3 separate regions of the Mus musculus genome follow, and regions 1 and 3 are each linked to region 2. Evidence: chromatin contacts called from public HiChIP or PLAC-seq and promoter capture Hi-C data. All regions are on one chromosome and are shown on one strand. The core of a region is the stretch at or near the end of the contact, and the rest is flanking DNA. Distances in the headings are between cores, read along the strand shown.

Region 1 (3,298 bases), core at 13-2,512, 300 kb after region 2:
GTGCTCTTACCCACTGAGCCATCTCACCAGCCCAAAATGTGTAGCCCAGGCTGGCCTCAACCAGCGAGACAGGGTTTCTCTGTATAGCCCTGGCTGCCCTGGAACTCACTCTGTAGACCAGGCTGGCCTGGAACTCAGAAATCCGCCTGCCTCTGCCTCCCAAGTGCTGGGATTAAAGGCGTGCGCGACCATGCCCAGCTTGAAATAAAGTCTTAAGCTTGAAAATGGCTCAGAGGTTAAGAGCAATTGCTGCTCTTGAAGAACCTCGGTTTGGTTCCCAGTAACTGCATCGCAGCTCAGAACAGAACCTCTTGTAACTCCAGTTCCAGGGACGGTGATGCCTTCCTCTGGCCTCCTTTGACACCAGACATGCATGTGGTACACATACACACATGCAGACACATATATGTATGAAATGATAATAATAAATATATAATATATATAAAGGTCTTTGCCCCCACTGGCCTTGAACTGGCTCTAAAGTCCAGGCTGACTTTGAACATGTGCTCCGCCTGTTTCAGCCTCCTGAGTAGCTTTACACGTCTGCAGACCACCAGGCCCAGCTTCTATTTTGTTTAGTTATTTGTTTTTTGTTTTTGAGACAAGAGTCTCACTCTGTTAAACCAGGCTGGCCTCAAACTTTGCTGGGATTAAAGGTGTGAGCCACCACTCCTGGCTTTGTTTTATTTTACTTTTTTTAATTTAAGGTAAAGTTTCGCTGATTTACCCTGGTTGGCCTGGGACTCGCAATGTAGCCAGATAGGCTTCGTACTCCAGTCCTCTCTCCTCGGCCCCTACATAGAGTGCAGGCCTATGTCACAACCCATTAAGTCTGTAAAGATACGGTTGTCGCCTCCGGTGAGGGTTACAAACGTGTCCTTTGTTTCTTCATCTGAAGGACCAAACTGAGTGCTGCCCTAGGCAGTTATCACTCGACACACCAGGCGACAGCCTGATAGCTGCGCGACATCCTCCTAATCCTTTGCTGGGCACGTTGGCACTAAGAAGGTTAGTGCGCCCAAAGCCCGCCCCAGGATTCCGCCGCCTGTCCCGCCTCCACGCGCGGACACGGTGAGTATGGTCCCCACTTCCCTCCTGAGCCAAGTCATGCATGTCGCCGACCCTCGGAGTCAGGACGAGGGCCGCGGCCTGCGGGAAGACTTAGCGGGGCAGAAAGGCCCGGAGATGGCACTCACCACGGGGCCAGCGAGCCGTCCCGCGGCGCCGCCATCTTGTTGTCTCGGGGTTTCCCAGGCGACCAGGACCCGAGCACTTCTCATTGGCTAATTCCGAGAGGCTCTCTAACGAACCAGAGGGCAGTGAAGACGGGCATAGGGTTGCACGTGAGACTTCAAATCCCAGAATGCACCGCTCTAAGAGGTCAGAGGGCGTTCTTGAGGCCGGGTCTTGAGTTCAAGAGATTGGTCCCTAGAAGCCTCTAGACCTGAAGATGTTGAACCCGACGTTGTCAATATTGTGCTATTTGATCTTGAAGAAATCATGTTTCCTTTGTTTTCCCACCTGATCATGCAAAGATGAATGGAAATGATGCAGGTGACTTAATAAATATTTAAATCTCATTTCCCCCCTCTAATTTATGGACTAGATGATGCACTGCAGGAAAGTTCTAATTCTAGTTCCTAAGTAGAATAATTGGGTGACCCTTCACTTCCAGTATGACGAGTAATTTCCCCTCCCTCAGCCTCATAGCTAGATGGCTCAACGGGTACTAAGTCTTGGTCTTACTACCAAGCTGAAGACCAAGTTCGATCAGGTCACACATGGCAGGAGAAAACGGCTCCTGGATCTGTCTTCCGATTTCTGCAGGAGCACTGTCCAGATGCAACACGAAATAAGTGACCAAATAGATATTAACTGAAAACTAAAATTATCCTAATAGCACCAAAGTACTAGAGATACTTTAGTTAGGACTGCACTGGGTCCTCACCTGTACAGACAGGGTAACTTTGAGCACATTCACATCTCCTTTTCTTCGCTTGTAAAATGAAAATACGGCCTACCTGACAAGGTTGCTGGGATTGGCCATTAGGAGGGTAATGCAAAGTACTTATCAAACACCTCTATAGATGTTTTCAAAATATTTCTTGCCAGGTGGTGGTGGCACTTGTCTCTAATCCCAGCAGGAGACAGAGGCAAGAGGATCTCTGAATTCGAAGCCAGCCTGGTCTACAGAGTGAGCCCCAGGACAGCCAAGGCTACAGAAAGAAACCCTGTTTAGAAAAACAAAACCAGGTCAGGTGTGGTGGCTCCCGCCTTTAATCCCAGCACTTGGGAGGCAGAGGCAGGCAGATTTCTGAGTTTGAGGCCAGCCTGGTCTACAGAGTGAGTTCCAGGCCAGCCAGGGATACACAGAGAAACCCTGTCTTAAAAAAAACACAAAGAAAAAGAAAAACATAGAGCCGGGCATGGTGGCACATGCCTTTAATCCCAGCACTTGGGAGGCAGAGGCAGGTGGATTTCTGAGTTCGAGGCCAGCCTGGTCTACAGAGTGAGTTCCAGGCCAGCCAGGGATACACAGAGAAACCCTGTCTTTAAAAAAACACAAAGAAAAAGAAAAACATAGAGCCGGGCATGGTGGCACATGCCTTTAATCCCAGCACTTGGGAGGCAGAGGCAGGTGGATTTCTGAGTTCGAGGCCAGCCTGGTCTACAGAGTGAGTTCCAGGGCAGCCAGGGCTACACAGAGAAACCCTGTCTGGAAAAAAAAAAAAAAAAAAGGAAGAAGAAAAACATGAAGACTCTAATCCAGAGGTCTCAACCTGTGGCTTGTGACCCAGTTTGGGGCCCCATACCTGATATCCTGCATATTAGATAGTAGCAAAAATACAGTTATGAAGTAGCAATGGAATAAATTTACGGTTGGAGCTCACTACGACAAGAGGAACCAGATTAAAGGGTCACAGCCTTAGGAAGGTTGAGAACCACCGCTAAACTCTCCTCAGGGTTACTTTCTCAGCCCTTGTCACTCAATGTACCATCTTAGAGACCCTGGAAAACTTTCTGGGGTCTCCAGCCTTGAATGCTAGGAGCCCCTGGAGATGGGTCTACATAACTTCCACACCACCCAGGACTCCTTCTTCACTTCTGGGATGTAGCTCCTCTGGCTGCCTCTTTACCCCATCCAGGGCTTGAGCAGAATTCTGTTCTTGGGTGGACAGAATCTACTTGACTTTTAGCTCATTAACTGAAAGATGCTTAGCAGACATGGCTCCTTTGGGGCTAAGGAGTTTATTGAGAGCTAGCAGCTCTGGGAGGAAGGAAGCAGAGAGAGGGAGTC
Region 2 (3,473 bases), core at 881-3,380:
AGGGGCCGTTCCAGCTAACAGGCAAGCGACAAGATCCTGGCAGAGACACAGACTGTAGACTCTCTGGCTGCCCATAAGGAATCTCACAGGCAGTCTGAGTACAGACAGGGGTGTGCATATGTGGTCCTCCCATCTCCAGAATCACCAGGGGAAAAAAAAAGACCCAAAGGGGCAGCACTGAAGAACCCTGGGAAGATCTGTGAAAAGCCAAGGCCACGGGGAACTCCTGGGCTACGATCTTGGGAGGGGGTACGGAGAACAAGACCAGCGGGCATGCTGCAGGAGAGCCATGCTCCCTGGGCGCCAAGAGTGTCTGATATAGCTGCTGGGGCGAGCATCGGTGGAGCGGACGGCTAATGGCATGCAGTTCAGTGCAGAGCTCTGGCCTAGCTTGTATGATCCCCTGGGTTTGCTTCCCAGTACTAAAAAAAAAAGGTGGGGGTGATCTATAGAGTGGATCAGAATGCATACTGGATTTAGGGACCACAGCCAGTACCATGTCCCATCTGATGTCCCAAACACTGCGCAAGAGGTTCTAGTTCTACCTGTATCTGGCACCACAGTTCTACAAACGCTGGCAGGGCAAGTGGGATAAGGGACTGGCCCAAGTCCCACTGCCAGTAAATTACAAAGTCTGGATTTGAACCCATGACCCAGATTCTCACGCGTCCAAGTCTCTCCCATCTCTCCAAACCAAGGACTGGACTATGCAAGCTAAATAGTTCCTGTGTCTGCCTGGGTCTCTTCTGGGGATGTAACCAGGCACCCGGGAAGCAGCCAGGGCCGGGCCAGCCTTACCGATACCCACGTTGAACAGCAACCCCACCCAGCGCTTGTTATACTGCAGGTAATCGGCCAGACCCATGCTGTACTCGTAGCGGGGAATCCACAGGGGCTGCTCGCACTTCTCTGATGCTTGGCAAGGGTAGAAGAGTCGGAAGAGGCTCCCCTGGGGAAAAGAAGGGAGCAGCTGCTGGGACCACAAAGCTTAGGCATTTGGGGTCAGCAGGAGTCTGGGGCACCAACAGAGAAACAGAGGCTTCCTCCGATCCAGAAACAATTTTGTGGCTAGCACATCAGAGGGCTTATGTCCTGACTGTCAAGTGCATTTCCAATTACATCCTGGAACAGCGCCATACTGTGGACCTAGGCTCCGTGCGAACGAGGGAGGTGGGGGGGCTAGGTCTTTGCTCTTAGGATGAACTCAGTGGCAGCAGAAGGCTTGGTCAGGAGAGGGAGCAGGAGAGGGGTTACCAGGAAGTGGGTGTCTCTCACAGAACAGAGGTGAGCCCAACCACCGGGGACAAAAACCTAAGGAACTTGTTGGGTCATGGTGGCACGTGCCTGAAGTCCTGGAGGTGGGAGGATCAGGGGCTTATGGTCATTCTTGGCTACATTTCCGGTTGGAGGGCAGCCTGAGCTACATGAGAAACCTCAAAAATGTTAAAAAGGAAGAGGAGGAAGAAGAGGAAGAGGAGGAGGAGGAAGAGGAAACAAAGAAAAAGAAAAGCTTAGGAATTGGCAGGAGGTTCAGAAACCAGAGAGAAGTGAATGGGAGGCTAGAGGTGAAGACCTCATCTTCCCACCCAAGCTGTAGAGTCAGGACAGTGGCCTGTGGCCCACTATGCTTCATCCTGTCCCCCTACATCAGGATGGCATCGAAAAACCTCTCTAGGGTCAGATGCCTGGACTCACGACAGGAGAAAGGGTCTGTGAGGTGCCTCTGGCTCCTCCTTGCTGCAGAAAGAACTCGGCCATCTGCGGAGGTTCTAAGAGTTTAAATGAGGAATTTAAAAGCCAGCAGGAAAACAGGCCAAAAGGCTGATGTCCAAACTCTGCCCAGCTGTAACTTAGCAGCCCAGAACTTACACACTTGGACCTGTGCTGGTGAAGTCCCCGCAGTGGAACAGAGCAGGGGCGGAGCTTGGGACACTTACCTCAAGACTGTGACCCTCCATCACATCCGTGCAGCCAATGTGGTGGGGTCCCGAGATGGGTGGGAAGCACACAGACTGGCCGGCCCCCATCTCATCACCAGCTGGACCAAAGCCGGGTGCTCGGGAATTTGCTGGCTGGAAGACAGAACACAGAACAGCCTCTTGCTGGTCTCTCCCTCACTTGCTGTTTCTCTAGGTCATGTGCCAACCCTGTCCACTTCCTGACATCCTTATCACCCCAGCCGACCTTCCTGCCAGCTACTCACTAAATCATATTCGTTATTTACACTTGCGACTTTGCCAACGTTTTCAGGCTCGTCTTTCGGTTGTCTTTCTGCAGTGGCGGGGTGGAAGCCGGGGCCTTACACTTGTTAGGTAGCGACCCATTCCATCCCCAGCCCTATGGACTGTGGTCTTCATTTCCCTCTGGTGGGGTGAGGAGATAGTGGTGATGAGCTAGTCCTCAGATCCCTCAAAACCTACAAACCATAAGGGTGTGGCTCAGTTCTAGCATACAAGAAGCCCTGGGTTCAATTCCCAGAACTATAGAAAACAGCTACGGCGATGAACACCTGTAACCCCAGCACTGAGGAGGGTGGTGTCCGGAGGGTTAGGAGTTCAAGGCAAGCCTGGGATGCATGACTCTGTCTCAGGATTATTGCGTAATGACCCCGCACCTACCGTGTATCTATCTGACAGTAACTGCTGTAGTGATTACAGCCCAGACTTTGCCTTCCCTGGCTAATAACGCCCCACTGAGGTCCAGCTCTTCCTCAGCTAGCACTGTACTAAGTCTCTGATAAACACTGCTTCATCTAACCCTCTCAACAGCTTTCCGAGAAGGGAGGTAGCTGGACCAATTTTGCAGACTCAAGAGCAAGGCAGAGAGGTCTAACTCAGCCCACGAACCGGCTTAAAGCAAGCAACATTTCAATTCCTATTCCTTACAGCCTAAACCACCTGCATGGGCGGGGCCCTGCCCCCCACCCCCACCCCCGCGGTTTGTTTGGACATTCTGAGTCCTCCTCTGGGAGGATCAGTGTGCAAGCCAGAGCAAGCCTGGGCAAAGAGAGACTTTGGAGATGGTTGCTGCCAACGCTCCCTGCAATCACCCCTGTCCCTGCCTCGGCACATACACGTGTGTAACTGAAGAACTCATAGTCCTGAACTGTTTAAGGCCACAGCTGTTACTACACACACACACATACACACACACACACACACACACACACACACACACACACACACACACACACACACACACACACCTTCCTGCCTGCCAATCATCTGGTCCAGAGGAAAAACCCCAAGAAGCCAGCCAGAGTCACTCTACTTAACGTTGGGAGGCAATAATTTTCTCTCTACTATTCCTTTTCCTCTTTTGTTCTTCCAGCGCAAATTTTAAGACACCCACTAATACAAAAAGGAGGAAGGGAAGAGGAGCTAAATTCTGTTGCAGGCTGTGGACCGCACAGCCAGTGGGAAGGGGGAGGAGCCTCTGCCAGACTCCACCCACTCCACCCCACCCCACCCCGG
Region 3 (3,748 bases), core at 1,175-3,674, 300 kb before region 2:
GTGGGAAGTCTCATCAGAATGAGCACCCTGCTCAGATGTCTCCTTTTCTTTTCTTTTCTTTTCTTTTCTTTTCTTTTCTTTTCTTTTCTTTTCTTTTCTTTTCTCTTCTCTTCTCTTTTTTTCTTTTCTTAAGATTCATTTATTTTATTTATATGAATACACTGTAGCTGTGTAAAGACACACCAGAAGAGGGCTTTGGATCCCATTACAGATGGTTGTGAGCCACCATGTGGTTGCTGGGAATTGAACTCAGGAGCTCTGGAAGAGCAGTCAGTGCTCTTAACTGCTGAGCCATCTCTCCAGCCCGACTTCTTGTTTCTATCTCCTCCAATGACCCCTCCCTCCCTGCCCAACACACACACACACACACACACACACACACACACACACACACACACATTCACACATTCACACATTCACATATACTCAAACACTCACACACATCCACACTCACACACATTCACACATACTCAAACACACACATCCACACTCACACACGTTTACACATACTCAAACACACACACACACACACACACACATACTCACTCACACATACACATTCACACATACTCAAACACTCACACTCATACACACACATACTTAAACACACACACTCAAACACACACACTCATACACATTCACACATACACACACACACACACACACACACACACACTCACTCACACACTCCGTCTCTGTCTCCGTGCCCCCCAACCCCCTCAGTGCAGACAAGCTGACATTAAAGGCTAGGTCCCTACCTCCTTCCCCAAGTATATGCCAGGACTCTCCTGTAGGATCCACTGAGAAGCTTGGACAAGGGAGACGTGCAGGAGACCAGGCTAGGCCTCTGGGCTACTGCATTAAGGAGCACACACATGCTTATCTCATGCACGAGCTAACTCCAGGGAACTGACTCCTGCCAGCCAAACTCATAAGAGACTGAAACATTTGAAGTAGAAATTTACATATAAGCTAGGTGTATTGGGAGAAATTATTCATCTCCGGTGACCAAAATATTTGCACCTGTTAGCGACAGTAGTCTTTTATCTTTTATTTTCAGCAGAGAGAAATTTATATGCCAGGGGTATTTAAATGTCAGGAGTGGGCGTGCTGGCAATGGTTTGGCCAGGGTTAGAAGCAAGCCTCAGTAGCCCATTTGCAGAAAGCCTCAGGGAAGAAGAAAGATTTATGAGGTGAGAGCCTGCCTGGGCTGCCTCCTCTCCGGGAAAGGCGTCCCTGCAGTATTTTCTGTCTTTCAAATTGCAGCTGAAAGCAGATATTTTCCCCCTTGCCTATTATACCTCTTAATTTGTCTCTCCCTATGCTGTTGTCTCTATAAAGAGTTTTGCATGAGAGACCCACACAGCAGTGTTATTTTGGCCCCCGGTGTGAGGTTTAACAGCAAGGGAAGGACTAAAGTCCACGGATGCATGTGTCTTGGGGCAGGGGCACACGGTGTCTGATAACACATGCCGGTGTATGTGTGGGCTTGTGGAGGTGGCTTGGGTATGCCTGTGCACGTCAATGTTTTGCTTATATAGACCTGTCTAGATACACTTTGGCATAATTGCTAGGGTGTCCGTGCTGAAATTAAGTGTATATTTGCATGTAAGCACACACCCACAAGGTAGCCTCTGTATGCATAAAAATGCAAATGTTCACATACATGCATATCCTATGTATGACCCGTGCATATGTCCAGGTCCCCGCCTCTCTCTCTGTCTGTCCCTCTCTCTTCTTGCTTCTCATGTTAGCATCCCTCGCCAACCCCACCCAAGGGCCTTGGCCACATTTTTGGTGGCGGTTTGCGAGGAACCCTGGAAATACTGATTCAGCCAGACATAACCACAGCCACAGCTCTCGGGTTTGGTCCAGCCATCCCCATCCCCCCCAGAGCGAAGCAGCTGTACTACCGCGGCTGGTCTGAGCTCTGGGCATCCCTGGCTACCAGCAACCTGGCAATCCCCGGCTGGTGCTGAGAAGTGACAGGGTCGCCCAACGATGGGCAGCGCCTTACAGAACAACCTGGTCTCCTGGCCCTTCCGGGGGGAGACCGAAACACAGAGCGGCGCTAGGCGGAGGTGGGCGGTGGAGGGGGCGTCTCGGTCTTTCGGAGTCCAGCGAACGCTGGGCAGAAACCAATGGGTGATTGTGGCCCATCGGGGATCCCTCGGAAGCAGCCAATGACCTCTCTCCGCTCTGCACCCCGCCCTCTCCACAGCGCGCAGCTGGACCATTGGAGCTAGCAGGATGGGGGAGCGCAGCGCCAGCATTTGGAGCGGGGGGCGTGGCCCAGACTGTGACCCGCCCATCTTTCCCGGCTAGGTTCCCCATTGGCCGAACTGCGGTGCCGCGGCGGGCGGAGAGGAGGGGCGCGAGGCGCGCTGTAGGCGTGGCCTGAGGGCGTGGCTGGCGGGGGGCGGGGCAGCGGCGCTGTCGCAGTGAGAGCCGGAGCAGCGGCGGCCCGTCTGGAGCTGCGGCGGGTGAGCCTGCGCGGCTAGCGGAGCCGCGGGGCCGGGAACAGGTGATCGCAGCAGGAGACCCGCGCCCTCCCGAGTTGCGGCGCCGGAGCCAAGGCTTCCTGGCTCAGCGGCAGGCCCAGGGCTGACAGAGGCCAGCTGCAGGCTTCGCACGCGCTTCCCGGGTATCCCTCTCCCCGCGCGAGCATCTGAAGCCCCTGGGTCCCGCGCAGCCTCGGGAGCGGCAACCGCGCGCGGCGGAGCAAAGTTGTGGACGTGTCCCGACCGCCGGGCCCTGCGCCGTCACCACCGGCTGGGCTCGCGCTCTAGGAGCTGCGCTCGCCCTGCAAGCCCCGGGGGTTCCCTTTGCAAACTGCTCCAGAGGCTGAAACTTCGGGTGCCGGCGGGTCGGGGCCTGCGTCCTGCGCACCCTCCGCGAGGGCGTCGCGGACGGCATGTGACCACTCCGGCGCGGGAAGGCGCGGGAGGGCGCGGGCTCCGTGGATCAGGCGGAGGGCAGGCTGCGGCGCACGGCGGGCCCGGGCTCCAGCCGAGCAGCCCCCCTCGCCCGGGCCCCGCCGAGGCCGCCGCGCCCCCGCCCCCGCGCGGGAGGACTCGCTCCAAACTCCCTGAACTTCGGGCGGGTCCCGAAGCGGCGGCCTCGAGGTGCGCAGCCTTGCTCGGGGACCCCAGCCACTTCACTCTTGCTCCCCACCCTTGAGGACTCTGAGGACTCCCGGGGCCCCGGGCGGAGCTGACAGCCCCCTCCTGCTGGCCGCGCCGCGATGCTGGTGAGGAAAGTGCCGGGTTTCGTCCCGGCCTCGCCGTGGGGGCTGCGGCTGCCGCAGAAGTTCCTTTTCCTGCTCTTCCTCTCGGGCCTCGTCACCCTGTGCTTTGGCGCCCTGTTCCTTCTGCCCCATTCCTCTCGCCTCAAGCGCCTCTTCTCGGCCTCGCGGACCCAACAGCCCGGCCTGGAGGTGATGGCCGAAATCGCCGGTCACCACTCGGTGTCAGAGCAGGAGCCGCCTCCCAACCCTGCCCCTGCGGCTCCGGCCCCGGGTGAGGACGATCCCAGCCGCCTGGTCGGTGTTCTCCGTAGGAAAGGGTGGCTGCGGCGAACCCGCCCCACCGGGCCCCGGGAGGAAGGCAACAGGGTTGCAGCCCTCAGGCCGCAGGAAGAGAGCGTCCGGTTCACTTTCGACTACAATGGTTTCCGCAGCCGCCTTCGACACCCGGTCTTGGGGACAAGGACTGATGAGAGTAAGGAGTCCCAGAGTCTGGTGCGAGCT

Evidence for each region. HiChIP or PLAC-seq counts read pairs in DNA pulled down with a chosen protein or histone mark. Capture Hi-C pulls out chosen DNA fragments and counts their contacts.
Region 1: a promoter capture Hi-C map of adipose tissue shows a contact between it and region 2. The contact joins the promoter of Ubxn11 here to the promoter of Pafah2 in region 2. A contact is called at or near these places in 2 of 484 Hi-C or Micro-C datasets (B cells and embryonic stem cells), 1 of 115 datasets of contacts at active chromatin or transcription factors (bone marrow-derived macrophages) and 2 of 9 other capture datasets (adipose tissue and liver).
Region 3: a contact with region 2 is called in an H3K27ac HiChIP or PLAC-seq map of the HPC-7 cell line, with 10 times the contacts expected there. The contact joins the promoter of Man1c1 here to the promoter of Pafah2 in region 2. A contact is called at or near these places in 4 of 39 promoter capture datasets (the 3T3-L1 cell line, the C10 cell line, liver and 1 more), 1 of 15 datasets of contacts at CTCF or cohesin (embryonic stem cells), 21 of 484 Hi-C or Micro-C datasets (B cells, the C2C12 cell line, CD4 T cells and 12 more), 6 of 115 datasets of contacts at active chromatin or transcription factors (the HPC-7 cell line, astrocytes, embryonic basal ganglia and 2 more) and 3 of 9 other capture datasets (embryonic stem cells, macrophages and pancreatic islet).

The regions. Positions count from the first base shown.
Region 1 is chr4:134,100,547-134,103,844 of GRCm38.p6, reverse strand. Ubxn11 (UBX domain protein 11) reads right to left here and starts at 1,262. Exons shown (of 15, transcript NM_026257.3): 1 at 1,197-1,262.
Region 2 is chr4:134,401,569-134,405,041 of GRCm38.p6, reverse strand. It overlaps Pafah2 (platelet-activating factor acetylhydrolase 2), which reads right to left and starts at 2,130. Exons shown (of 10, transcript NM_001285874.1): 1 at 1,938-2,130; 2 at 799-949; 3 at 1-36. The coding sequence starts at 2,027.
Region 3 is chr4:134,702,966-134,706,713 of GRCm38.p6, reverse strand. It overlaps Man1c1 (mannosidase, alpha, class 1C, member 1), which reads left to right and starts at 2,424. Exons shown (of 12, transcript NM_207237.3): 1 at 2,424-3,748. The coding sequence starts at 3,245.